Linked DNA regions of Anser cygnoides: region 2 is linked to region 1. Evidence: chromatin contacts called from public Hi-C data. All regions are on one chromosome and are shown on one strand. Each heading gives the region's core, a stretch centred on a gene start, on an enhancer-like site or on the middle of the called end of the contact. The rest is flanking DNA. Distances are from core to core; before and after follow the strand shown.

Region 1 (5,420 bases), core at 1,302-3,801:
TGAAACAGAAATCCTGCAACTGAGCTCTGAAAACTCAAAATCCGTATCTTATCTAAAGAACTGTTTGCATTATATCTTCAGAAGGACCACGTTTTACAGATCTGCTGTCCTGTACACCTAAGTTGCAACAGCTGTTGATGGTTAACTATGCTGTCTGAAAAATTAATGCTAGTTAAAGGTACTGTATTCCTCCTACTGAATTTGCCCACATATCACAGCAAATCACCCCCTCAGTGGTAGCAGCATACAACTGAATACGGGGCTTCACTGGGAAACAAATTTAAAAAAAAAATCCAATATAAAACTCCAGAGAGTTGTTAAGACAAAGGAAGTGTCCGAGCTGAGTTTTAAAGCTCAATAATTCATAATTCCACGTGGATAACACAGTGTTACAAGAGCTGTGTCAGCACATCTGAAATGTTAGCGGAGACTCTTTACCTTGGTATTACAGCTAAAGGCATTACTACTATCAAACTATGACTAAAATCACAATGAGGTTCCAGGAGGATGTACAAAATATTTTTGCCCAAGGACACTCTTGCAGGACAGGGTCTGTAATTATGAGACTGCTACGCTATGGATAAACACAGCACATGTAAATTGAAATTCTAAGTTATGTATTTAGGTCATTTGTTTATGTATTTGACAGACATCTATTTTTACTGGAACATCTCCTCTTAAAAAAACAGTTTCAAGTAAGCGACCTTTCTAAGCCTAACTCTTCCCTTTGAGGGAAGGCTTTGCTTTTGTTTGAAACAGTTTTATAGGTACAGCCTGGTCTTTTCAAGAGCTAAGCATTTATTCTAGACTAACACATTATGGTGCAAACCTGTCAGTTCAGTTGCTGTCCCACGTTTTGTTAGCGGTCCTGAAGAATTTTTAGGTGTCTTATAAACTACTGTAGACACGTGTCGATATTTTTTTTAAGTGTTTATGTATTTAGGAAGAGGTAATACACTTTTCTCAAGAAGTTCATGGCAGCAGTTTAAGAACAAATCATGTCTGAAGTATATCAAATAAGTGTAATTGATCATGCGTGTACATACATTTCAAACAGAGCAATGTATTTTGCTGTCTTTCTGGCATATATAGTCTACCATTATTAATTACATCAAACACAGGTAGTAAGTATGGATGTCTGAAGTAACAGCAAAGATCTTTCCTCCAAACCCTTCACCTAAGCAAGCTTTCTCCTTTTCACCTCTCCTACCACCTTCCCCCCGAGCACCATGCTACTGCTGTAGCTGCTCTCCCTTAAAAAGGAGCAATCACCTAACCGCTTCAGAACTCCGTGAGGGCAGCTACAGCAACTGGCAACAACTTAAAGGACGGCTCGGGCTGTCAGATGAGAACTGCAGATTCTTTCGACTCCCAGAGATGCAGTCACTTGGAGCAGAAGGAAGACAAACACCAAAAGGACAAATGCCTCCGATACCGTGGAAACTTTACATCGGCCTCCCTCTTTACCCCGCTCACCTAAGGAATAAGTCCTAACCTTGCGACTAACTGCTCTGGGCTGGCCTGAGTCCATAGGGCTCACGCTCGGCATCATTTGAAGCGGACTGGCTGCGTGTCAGCTGGAGCAGATTCAGGTGGAAGCTGCACTGTCAGAGGAGGCTATTTCCTTTCAGGTGGGAGCCTGGTCAACCGGCACACACGCACCGCGGACTACCGGGGGATCGCAGAGCAAGCACAGCTATCGCGGCTCCAGACCGATACGGTCATAGACCGCACAAAGAAGCGAAACGAACCGCGGGCACCCCCGGCCCCGGACGGAGCGCATCCCGTCTCCAGGCTCACATGATCCCGGGGCAGGAGGCGAGCACACACTGCCTAACAAGGGCAGGAGCGCACGGCGAGGCAGGGCAGCGGCAGGAAACCGCACGGCGCTGCCTGCCGGGGACGCTCCCCGCACCCGCCGCCGAGCGCACGGATCCCGCTCGCTCGCCAAACCGCGGCGACCACCCCGGCCCCGGGGGAGGGCAGACCCCGGCCCCCCTCGACCCCCTAGGGCCGTTCCCAGCCCCTGCGGTGGAACAAAAGGGCCGGGGCCGGCCGCAGGTCGCTCCCCGCCGGGGCAGGGGGCGGAAGGGGAGGGCGCGGGCCGGGAGCAGCCCGGTGCCGCCGAGCGCGCCCCGAGCCCCGGAGGGGGGCAGCGCGGGCCGGCTCCCGGCCCCTCCCGCAACTTCCCCCCCGCCTCGACCCCCTCGCAGCCCCCCCTTCCCCCGCCCCGTACCTCCGCGCCGCTCTCGGCCGCGCTGTCCACAGCCATCTTCTGCCAGGGGTCCGCCAGCTGAGCCAGGGGCATCTTCCCCGCGCCGCTCCCGCAGCCTCCGCGCTCCGCTTCCTCCCGGGCCGGGGGCGGCGAGCCCTACGGCAGGGCGCGGGACGCCCCGGCCGGCTCTCGCTCCGTCGGCGGCGGCTCGGTAGCGGCGGCGGCGGCGGCTCCGGCGGCGAGCGGTGCCCGCAGCCGCTGTCCCTCCGTCCCTCCCCGCCGCCAGGCGGGGCCGCGCTTCCGCCCTCCCCCCGGCCCAGCCGCTCGGGCACGGCTTCCGCTCACAACATGGCGCCCGGCCCCTACCTGCCCGCCCAGCGGCGCCTGCGCGCCCCGCCGCGGGGCGGCACCCGCCGGCCCTCAGGTGCCGGGGGAAAGGCGGCGGCGGGGCGCTGCCGGGCCCTGCAGGAGGCCCGGGTCGGTCCCGGGGTCCCCGCCGGTCCCCCACCCGTTAGGCACCCGGGCTGCGGCTCCCCGAGGTCCGTGCCTCGCTGCTCGGTTGTGCCCTGCCTCTGTAGGCAGCAGCCCCGTAGGGTTGTGCCCTCCCCGCCGCTAAGTGCGGTTAAAGCCGAGCCGTAACTTCCAGGGCGGTCAGAAAGCCCAGCCGAGGGCTGGCGCTGCTCAGGCAAATGAGTTGGGATACGTGTGTGTGTCGCGGGACAGACTAAAAGTTTGTTTGTGTAAACAGAAGAGTGGATGGAGAAGCTGGAGGCAAGCGAGGGAGATGTGGGGCTGTGCAGAATACCATTAGGCAAAGAGGGAAAGGAATTAAGATGCAGAAATCTGCTTTTAAATCAATGCCGTTGAAGCGGCGGTTGGGCTGTGTGAGTAAGAGTTACCTCAAAGCAGGTAAGTCATATTTCTGCAGGCCATGAGACGTGAAGATAAAGCTGTCAAAAAGCCCCACAGGTTCTGAAAGGAGTGCTTATTTTACTCCTTTTTATCCTCAGCTGCTAGCTAGTACACAAACAGTTGACTTAAACGCATACTGAGATTCAGAAATGTATGCAGTCTTATACGGTTCTCTTAAGATGTTAAGCGCTGTAATAAACACCCATCCTTTTGCAACATCAGATAGTTTGGCTGACGCAGAAGAATCCTTGAAACATTAGACCAGCAACTGAAGATGGGTACTGATGTCAAACATCTTGTTATCAAAGCCAGAGTTTTCAGAACAATGTTTGAGAGGGCTACTTCTTTACTTTTTTTTTTTTTTTTTTCCTTTTTCTGGTGTGTGTGTGTGGCGTGGCTGGAGTGCTGGTAGTTAAAAATCAGTTTGTTTGTGTGTGCACAAATGCATGTCCTGTCCACGCACACGTCATTGTGGTGAACGCAGGCTACTTCCGTTTCTGCTGGGTAGCATTTTTTTCATCCCACTTTGTATTCATGTAAGCGTAAATATCTATCTACAAAGAGGTACAAAGGAGTAGATGGGGAGTTGCTCATGGTGAATCAGACTTCAGCTGAGAGACTTTCATGTCTGGAGTAAAAGGTCATAGTTGAACGATCCCTTTAAGCCTTCGCTACTGCCAGGAGAAGCAGCTGTGCCCTCCCCTTGCTCACTGCCTGTTCACTTGCATCACCCTCCCTTTTGAAGTGGTGCAATTACTTGTGCTGCCACGTGGTGAGTTAGACCGGGGAGTAGATCTAGGTAAAAATCTAATTCTACTGTTTTTATCTTCTCTGCTGTCCTCAAGCAACAAAACAAACACACAAAACAAACAAAACCACCACCACAGCAAAACAACAACAAAACAACTAAAACCAACCCCAAAACAAATAAAACCAAAACAAACAAAAAAAACTTACAACACAACCCTATTGAAATTTGAGTTAAAGGTTGAAGAGAATTCAGGACGGCTTCATTCAAAAACACGGGCAATTTGTAAAACTCTGGCCAGTTGTTTGTTTGAAATTTAAAGCAAGGTAACTGAAAATCAGACAATTAAGTAGTGCTTGGCAGCCTCCAAGCTTAGCTTAATAGCAAGGACTGACTTTTTCTTTTTTCTTTTTTTTTTTTTTTTTTTCCGTAGTTTCATTAGCACCAGGTCACTTTAGTCTCAAACTGGCTGCTGGAACATTGAATAGAATCATATCCCATACATGCTGTACATCATATCATATAAATGCTGTACATCATATTTTCAGCAGCCATATGTTGCATTTGACACACAGATCAGGACTTTTATCTTTGAGTTCGTGTAAAACTCCATGAAGAAAAAAGTTTCCGTACATCCTTCTGGAAATACAATTTCTGTTCCTTCAGAGGCATAACTCACTTTACTCACATTATTTTGTACCTGCGTCAACTACACAGTCAGGTACATACATCTGAGACGTGCTGTTAGAGAAAAGAATCTGGTCACCTGGAAGGTGGCAACCAAAATAGAAAAAGATATTAACAAAACTTTTGTTTAACATAGTTCAAGCAATCCCTCTTTATATGGAGATTTTTTTCCTTTATATTAAAGTTTCTATGATCTCCGCTTTTCCTTTCGTATTTGTCTATTCCTTTCCTGCCATAGGTACCTGTTCTGAATTACTTGTTTGAATTTGAAACTCTTTTTAGAAGGAGATTAGGTATTACATTTCAGGTGTTACTCTAAATTTTATATGTTGATCATTTTCTGTCTTTCCGTGTATGCAGTCAACGAATCCAGAAAAACAAGGGCAAAGATCTTATGCACTAGCATATAAGAGGACTGCAAACAGTAGAAATCTGACCTTTTCTCAGGCACAGAAGTGCAGAGGGTAGGCAGAAGTATGCCATTTCATTGTTCAGGGGTTTGAGTATTATCACACCACACATTTAAATTTTATAAGGGAAGAAGTTGCATTTGGATTTTAATAGGAGCTACCTTGCAAGAACAGACTTCAGGGCAAGAAAATTATCTTGAAATTTTCTCCATGGGGAAGAGAAACATACCAGTTAATCTCTGGGAGATGTAGGGCATTCCGTCTTTCAGATCCTGCTACGCTCGGAGTTGGATTGTCCTCACAGTGAGAGATAAGATACTGAAGATATTTTGCTTTAAGACAGCAGCTCCTATGTTTCATTCCTTTTGTCTCAGGCCAAAGCAAGATCTTTGTTTCACCCATGGCAGCAGACCTTTCCTTTTACCTTCATTTCCTCTAAGCGCAGCTA
Region 2 (5,420 bases), core at 912-3,411, 140 kb before region 1:
TTTCCCTGTGATTTGGCAAAAGCTTCAAAAAAGAAGCAAAGCTGATTAATCCCCAGTGGATATTATCAAGTGAACTTTATCCTCTGTGGACTTGACTATGATTAGGAGCAGGAATTAAAGCGTTGCTTTTACTGGGCTTCACACTAACAATAATTCCCACGGATTTATTTAAGGGAAAGGAAGAGCATCCACTGACATACCACAACCAAAACAATGCATTCTAGGAACAAGCACAGCCAATACTCACAAGGAAGAAAAGTTTATACGATTTGACATCTTTCTTTACCCTTTTCTCTTGCATTCTAGTAGGTGTATTAGGCCAATGTACTTCACCACAGGAGACGTTTAATCTCACCCATGGTGCCTAAATCCTGCTCCATTTTTATGGAAAGACAATGTTTCCATTTTGCAAAAACAGCCAAAAAGCATTAGATCTATTCTATTATTATTTAGAAGAATATTTTTCAAGGACAAGAGACAGTACATAGACAGAGTCACTAACACAAATAAAGGTGAAAAAATTACGCGAACCTATTTTCTTAAATATTAATTTCATTGGAATTTTTGCACTTGAAATAGTGTTAAAAATATTAAGACTACCTTGTTACCACTCCAAAAGATAAATCTTCCTTTAATCTGTTATTTCTCAGAGGATTATTCACTGAGTTTCCGCTGCAAATCTTCTTATCTGTTTACGTAAATTCAGAACACTAGACACATTATACATGAGCTCTTAACCTGCAGAATAAGTAAGATATTTTACCACAACAAAACTTTCCTACACAAGAGAGATGAGCGGATTGTGCTTCCACAGAGTTTTCAAGTCTTAAAAAGAGGAAGTTTTATTTCAGGGTAAGAATTTGGAACATTCAACAGGATTTAAAAAGCTGTGAAACACTAAAGGATTAAACAGGAATGAAAGCTATCTGCAGAAAGTGACTTAACAAAAAGTGATTAAATTATGTGCAAAGATGAACACACATACACTGAATCCAGAATTCATTGCTGGCATTTCATTCAAATGCCATTCTTTATTATTTCTGTATGAATACTGATGACAGGACAGAGGATTGGACAGACAGATGGGTGACAACCGAAATCTTGAAACTGAAGCCAGACACTTAAAACCCAAATCAAAGTCCTTATTCCTTTGCATGCCCTGAGAAACAGAGCACATTCAGCGAACGAGGACACTATGCCACTGAGGGTCTTCTGCCTCCAAGGTCCCAGCTACTCACACAGGATAACCTTGGAAGAAAAGAACACCCATGACAACTTAAGAAAATCTATCATAAGTTATGCAAGTTGCTAAAAACAATAAACACAGAAACCTTTATGTTCTTGTTATATAACAAAATTTCAGAAGAATATCGGTACCTCTTCTGCACATTATTTTCTTAGTAATATATAGAATAAAGGTGGTGGGAAAAAAAAAGAGAGGACTTCCATTAGCCAAAAAGAGCTGTGAAATATAACAATTTAAATATTCCAGGAAAACAACTGCCTGACATTACTCTGTACTGATTTTCAGAGCACCTACCTATTTGCCTGCCACACTGAAACTGGCAGGTTTAAAGGAAGGCAGGGGGCAACGTATGAAATGAGCACTTTGAAAGACGTTTAATCCAGTATCAAGCTATTAAATTGCCAACATAAACTGACCAACAATAATGGAAGAACTTCCACTGGAAATTTTTTTGCTTATTTATAAAATGCAGAATGAGAAACTGCTAGTGCTTGCACTTGATCAAAACAGCACTGTCTGCTAAAAACTGGATGATAACAGATGAGCTTAAATGTTTTGTGCCAAATAAAATAAGCTCTAAAAGGAATATACTTGTACAAGTAAACAGTGGCATAAATGTACTAAGACTGAAAAGTGATTGGTGAATTCACACTCATTTTTTTCCTGTGGGAGATGCCACACTAAATACATGGTAATCGTGCAGTCGTATTTCTTTTTTTTTTTCTTTTTGTATACAGATTAGCCTAGTAGCACATGGTACGGATGTGTTTTGAAATAAAACAAAGCTCTTCAATAAAGATAAATGCATGGTGAATAGGAGAAATTAAAGGTCACGTATGCTTGGCAAGTGATACTTTGTTCTAATTGATTTTGGAAGAACTTGAATGGTGAGTTAGCAATTAGAGGATCTACTTACAGTACAATGTAATTGTACATTTTGGAAGACAAACACTAGTTAGCTCAATTTATTAGATTTTTCTCTGTAAGTCTATGATGAGTCTCTATGTGGATTAAGAGGTATTTTCTATTTAAAATTTCCTTTGCAATTTTCCCTGGTTCATTGTTCCTCCCTCTCCCTTCTCTTCTGTGTCATCACGATTTTGGTTTTACTAAAAAAATTTCTTGGCAGGAAATTCAACCTGGCTGACCCTGCAAATAAAACAAACATAGCTTTATCTGGCACCACAGTGTAGGTGTTTGAAGTCAAAAGCTCAGAATCCACTTTGCACCAAGAAGATCGCAAAATAATCCTGTTTTAAGGATTAAAACACCTTGCTGTGTCATCATCTTCCCCCACCTCAATCTCAACACTAAGTCTCAAACTAAGTTTCTTTCCTAGTCGATTATTTTCCTTTTTATGCCACCAAACCAGTAGGACAGAAAAGTCTAGTTTTATGGAGTCCTTCAGTTATTATGACACTTGTACCAATAAAACTTCCTCTCCAGTCATTCTGTAACTTAATATCTATTTACATTTCATTCCTTATCTATGTTAATATCTCTCTGAGGTTTCTACTGAGACAACCAGACTGTCCACCTTGCACAGGCTACCAAGAGGTCACATTACAGCTACCGAGCAGAGACAGATGCACAACTTTTCCCGTTCCAACATTGTCAGCTATGTCGATACAGAATTCCTACACAGGATCCTACAAAATTGAACAAGTTTCCACAAAAAAAATCATCCTCTCAGCAATACTGCAGGCACAAACCGTCAGTCCAGCAGCCTGACAAGCACAACTGCACAACACAATTATAGAAATACCACAAAATTATCAGTGGATTTTTTCTTCTTCGAGCAGGCAATCAATTTCTATACATTCATAGATTCAAATCAGGACGTCTTTTCATCACCTTTCTTTTGGTTTGCTATAAAGTTATTTAGGATCAACCATATATACAAAAACATGTCCTACTGCTGGGGAAAAAATGCTATGTTCTACCTCTATAACCCAAAGTGACTATATCATATGATCATATGGGTATATCATATGATATACAGGTATAACAGAAGGCGAGTTTTTTGAGAGAGAGTTGAGATAGAGTTGTTTGAAATAATCTTGCATGAATTATGCAATATCAACCAAATTACAAACGATAAAGAATTGCTAGAAATATTATGTATTACTTGGAACCCTTAATTAAAAATTTGCCCTGTTTACAAACTGCACAGACACAGAGCAACAGAAAGAGCAACAGAAAGGGCTAATCCAAAGGAGGCAAAACCTAAAACACACTATTTAATGACCTCAGTAGCCTCCACAGCAGCCAAGGTCCAAGCACTTATCTGTGTAGTAAAAGATCTACTGGACAGCATGAGAAGCTTTGGGCAAACACTGAAATTACCCTGTATCCACCTGCTCCTTCTGTTTCACCAGTGAACTCGTTTATTGAGAGGGTTTACACAGGACACTGCCCCCTTAAAAGACATCTCTAGTAGAGTGAAGGGACTAATGCCATACCGGTAGGTTTTTTGTTTATTTGGGTTTTTGATTATTTGGTTTTTGGTACGTTTTAAGTTGAAATATTGAGTAAATGTAAGCTGTAACTGCTCAACAACCCTCCACAACTCACCCTGTATTCCTCGCCATCAGCAAAGCCACCCAGAGCTGCTGGCTGTCCTGAGCAGCCTGGAAGACATTACTAATTTGTTTCATGTGGAAGAACCACCAAAGTGCTCAATCCTGTGTGGCTGGTTATCTGCAGCCCAGGGGCTGCTGCAGCTGCATATGGACAGCACTACTCGTGCACTGTAACCATGTCATTTACAGGGAGGCTTATAAAGTGTTAAGTGCATTTAACAACAAAAAAAAAAAAATAAAGTGTTCAAAGCTGGCAGTGGCAACTCTTCTGTTTTAGTCCTAAAAAACCACACATGCCTCACTACCCAAGCCTATGATCATGCTAGGCCAAATACTTTATACATAAAAGATGCTCACAATAAATGGTTCATTTAATGTACAGAAACAACTGCTGGTGCACAGACAACCAGAAGCCACCAAACCACCCATGCGCTAACTGCACAGAGGGCCATCAGCTGCTCAGAGAGAGGGAGGAAAAGATGCTCTGGTCCATAACCCTCTCCTGGAGAAGCCAGCAGTCACCTCCTGCCCAACGAGTGAAGTCAGAAGGAGTTAAAAGAAGGCTTAGTTAGAAGTTAAATTAGGCTTCGGGGAAAAGAAGGAGGTTGATACCTACACCAAAGCAATGTTTGTTCCCCCGACCTCGTATTAACCTTTCTTCTTCTTCCTAATTGTAGGATGTACTGCTAATGAACCTGTCCTCAGACCAATGGCTACAGTGACAACTAGAGTCACTAGGTTTTGAGTGCTGCAATGGAAGCATTTTTGTTTTGAGACCTTAAAAAAAGTCTTAGAAGGAAGGGCATCTGAAAAGCACACTTGCTGAAGGGGAGACTCCTACTGCCTGTAATCCATAGGTAAGTTCAACAAGGTCAGGGCTATTTGCATATTAAATCCTGTGACTCCAAAGGACCAAGGTGAAGAGTTTACTAAAGCCCCCTTGAAGAAGATCCACATAATTTAAAATAAATAAGGAGATAAATAAGAACCCATACATACATATAGCACAACTGCAACGAGTTCTGAAATTGATAAAAAGTAGACCCAGGAGGAAAACTCTCAAATTTCAGCTTGAAAAAAGGAAGTTTTCAAGATGAAAACAAATAACTAATTTGCCTGCTGTGCCAACAGCTTTTGATTATTAATACTATCTATATCTAGACAGATAGAAGACAGTATCTTGCATGGTGCAGCTGCGATCAACAGCACGAAAGTAAAATCATTCTTTTAAACTGCACTACCACAGCTAATTCCAGAAGTTATTTTCAGAAAATATTCTGTAGGGCTTTTTGGAAATAGAGCAAAGTGAACTATTGAACACTATTTGAAGAGATATCTCCCCCCCTTCAGAAATATTAAAAATATAGGTAAATAGGTCATTCAATTTCACTCTCAAAATGACTCTGACAAAGACATCTGCCAGCTAACGTAAGAAACTGAGTTTCCTTCCTCTCACTGGAAGAAGATCCAGACTTTTTCTAAGCACTTTCCATCTTTTAAGGGTATAGTAAAAATTAATAGGTCTACTACTGTAGTTTATGCAAAGCTAACTTCTACAGGAAGATCAGTGCACAGAGCTCTGTTAGTACTGT

What was found. Hi-C and Micro-C count contacts between places; a contact is called where the count stands out from the background.
Region 2: a contact with region 1 is called in a Hi-C map of liver, with 9 times the contacts expected there. The contact joins the enhancer-like site here to the promoter of RPS6KA3 in region 1. A contact is called at or near these places in 2 of 7 Hi-C or Micro-C datasets (both in liver).

The regions. Positions count from the first base shown.
Region 1 is chr1:128,371,021-128,376,440 of Taihu_goose_T2T_genome, reverse strand. It overlaps RPS6KA3 (ribosomal protein S6 kinase A3), which reads right to left and starts at 2,551. Exons shown (of 22, transcript XM_048066771.2): 1 at 2,237-2,551. The coding sequence starts at 2,308.
Region 2 is chr1:128,510,557-128,515,976 of Taihu_goose_T2T_genome, reverse strand. The region is part of intron 1 of MAP7D2 (MAP7 domain containing 2); the gene reads right to left. Among named protein-coding and RNA genes, the nearest start is that of MAP7D2, 29 kb to the right of the region's middle. Within about 2 kb of position 2,161, at least 2 of the 3 cell types and tissues checked have open chromatin away from gene starts, as enhancers often do. A contact at or near this core is called in liver, where this site is marked.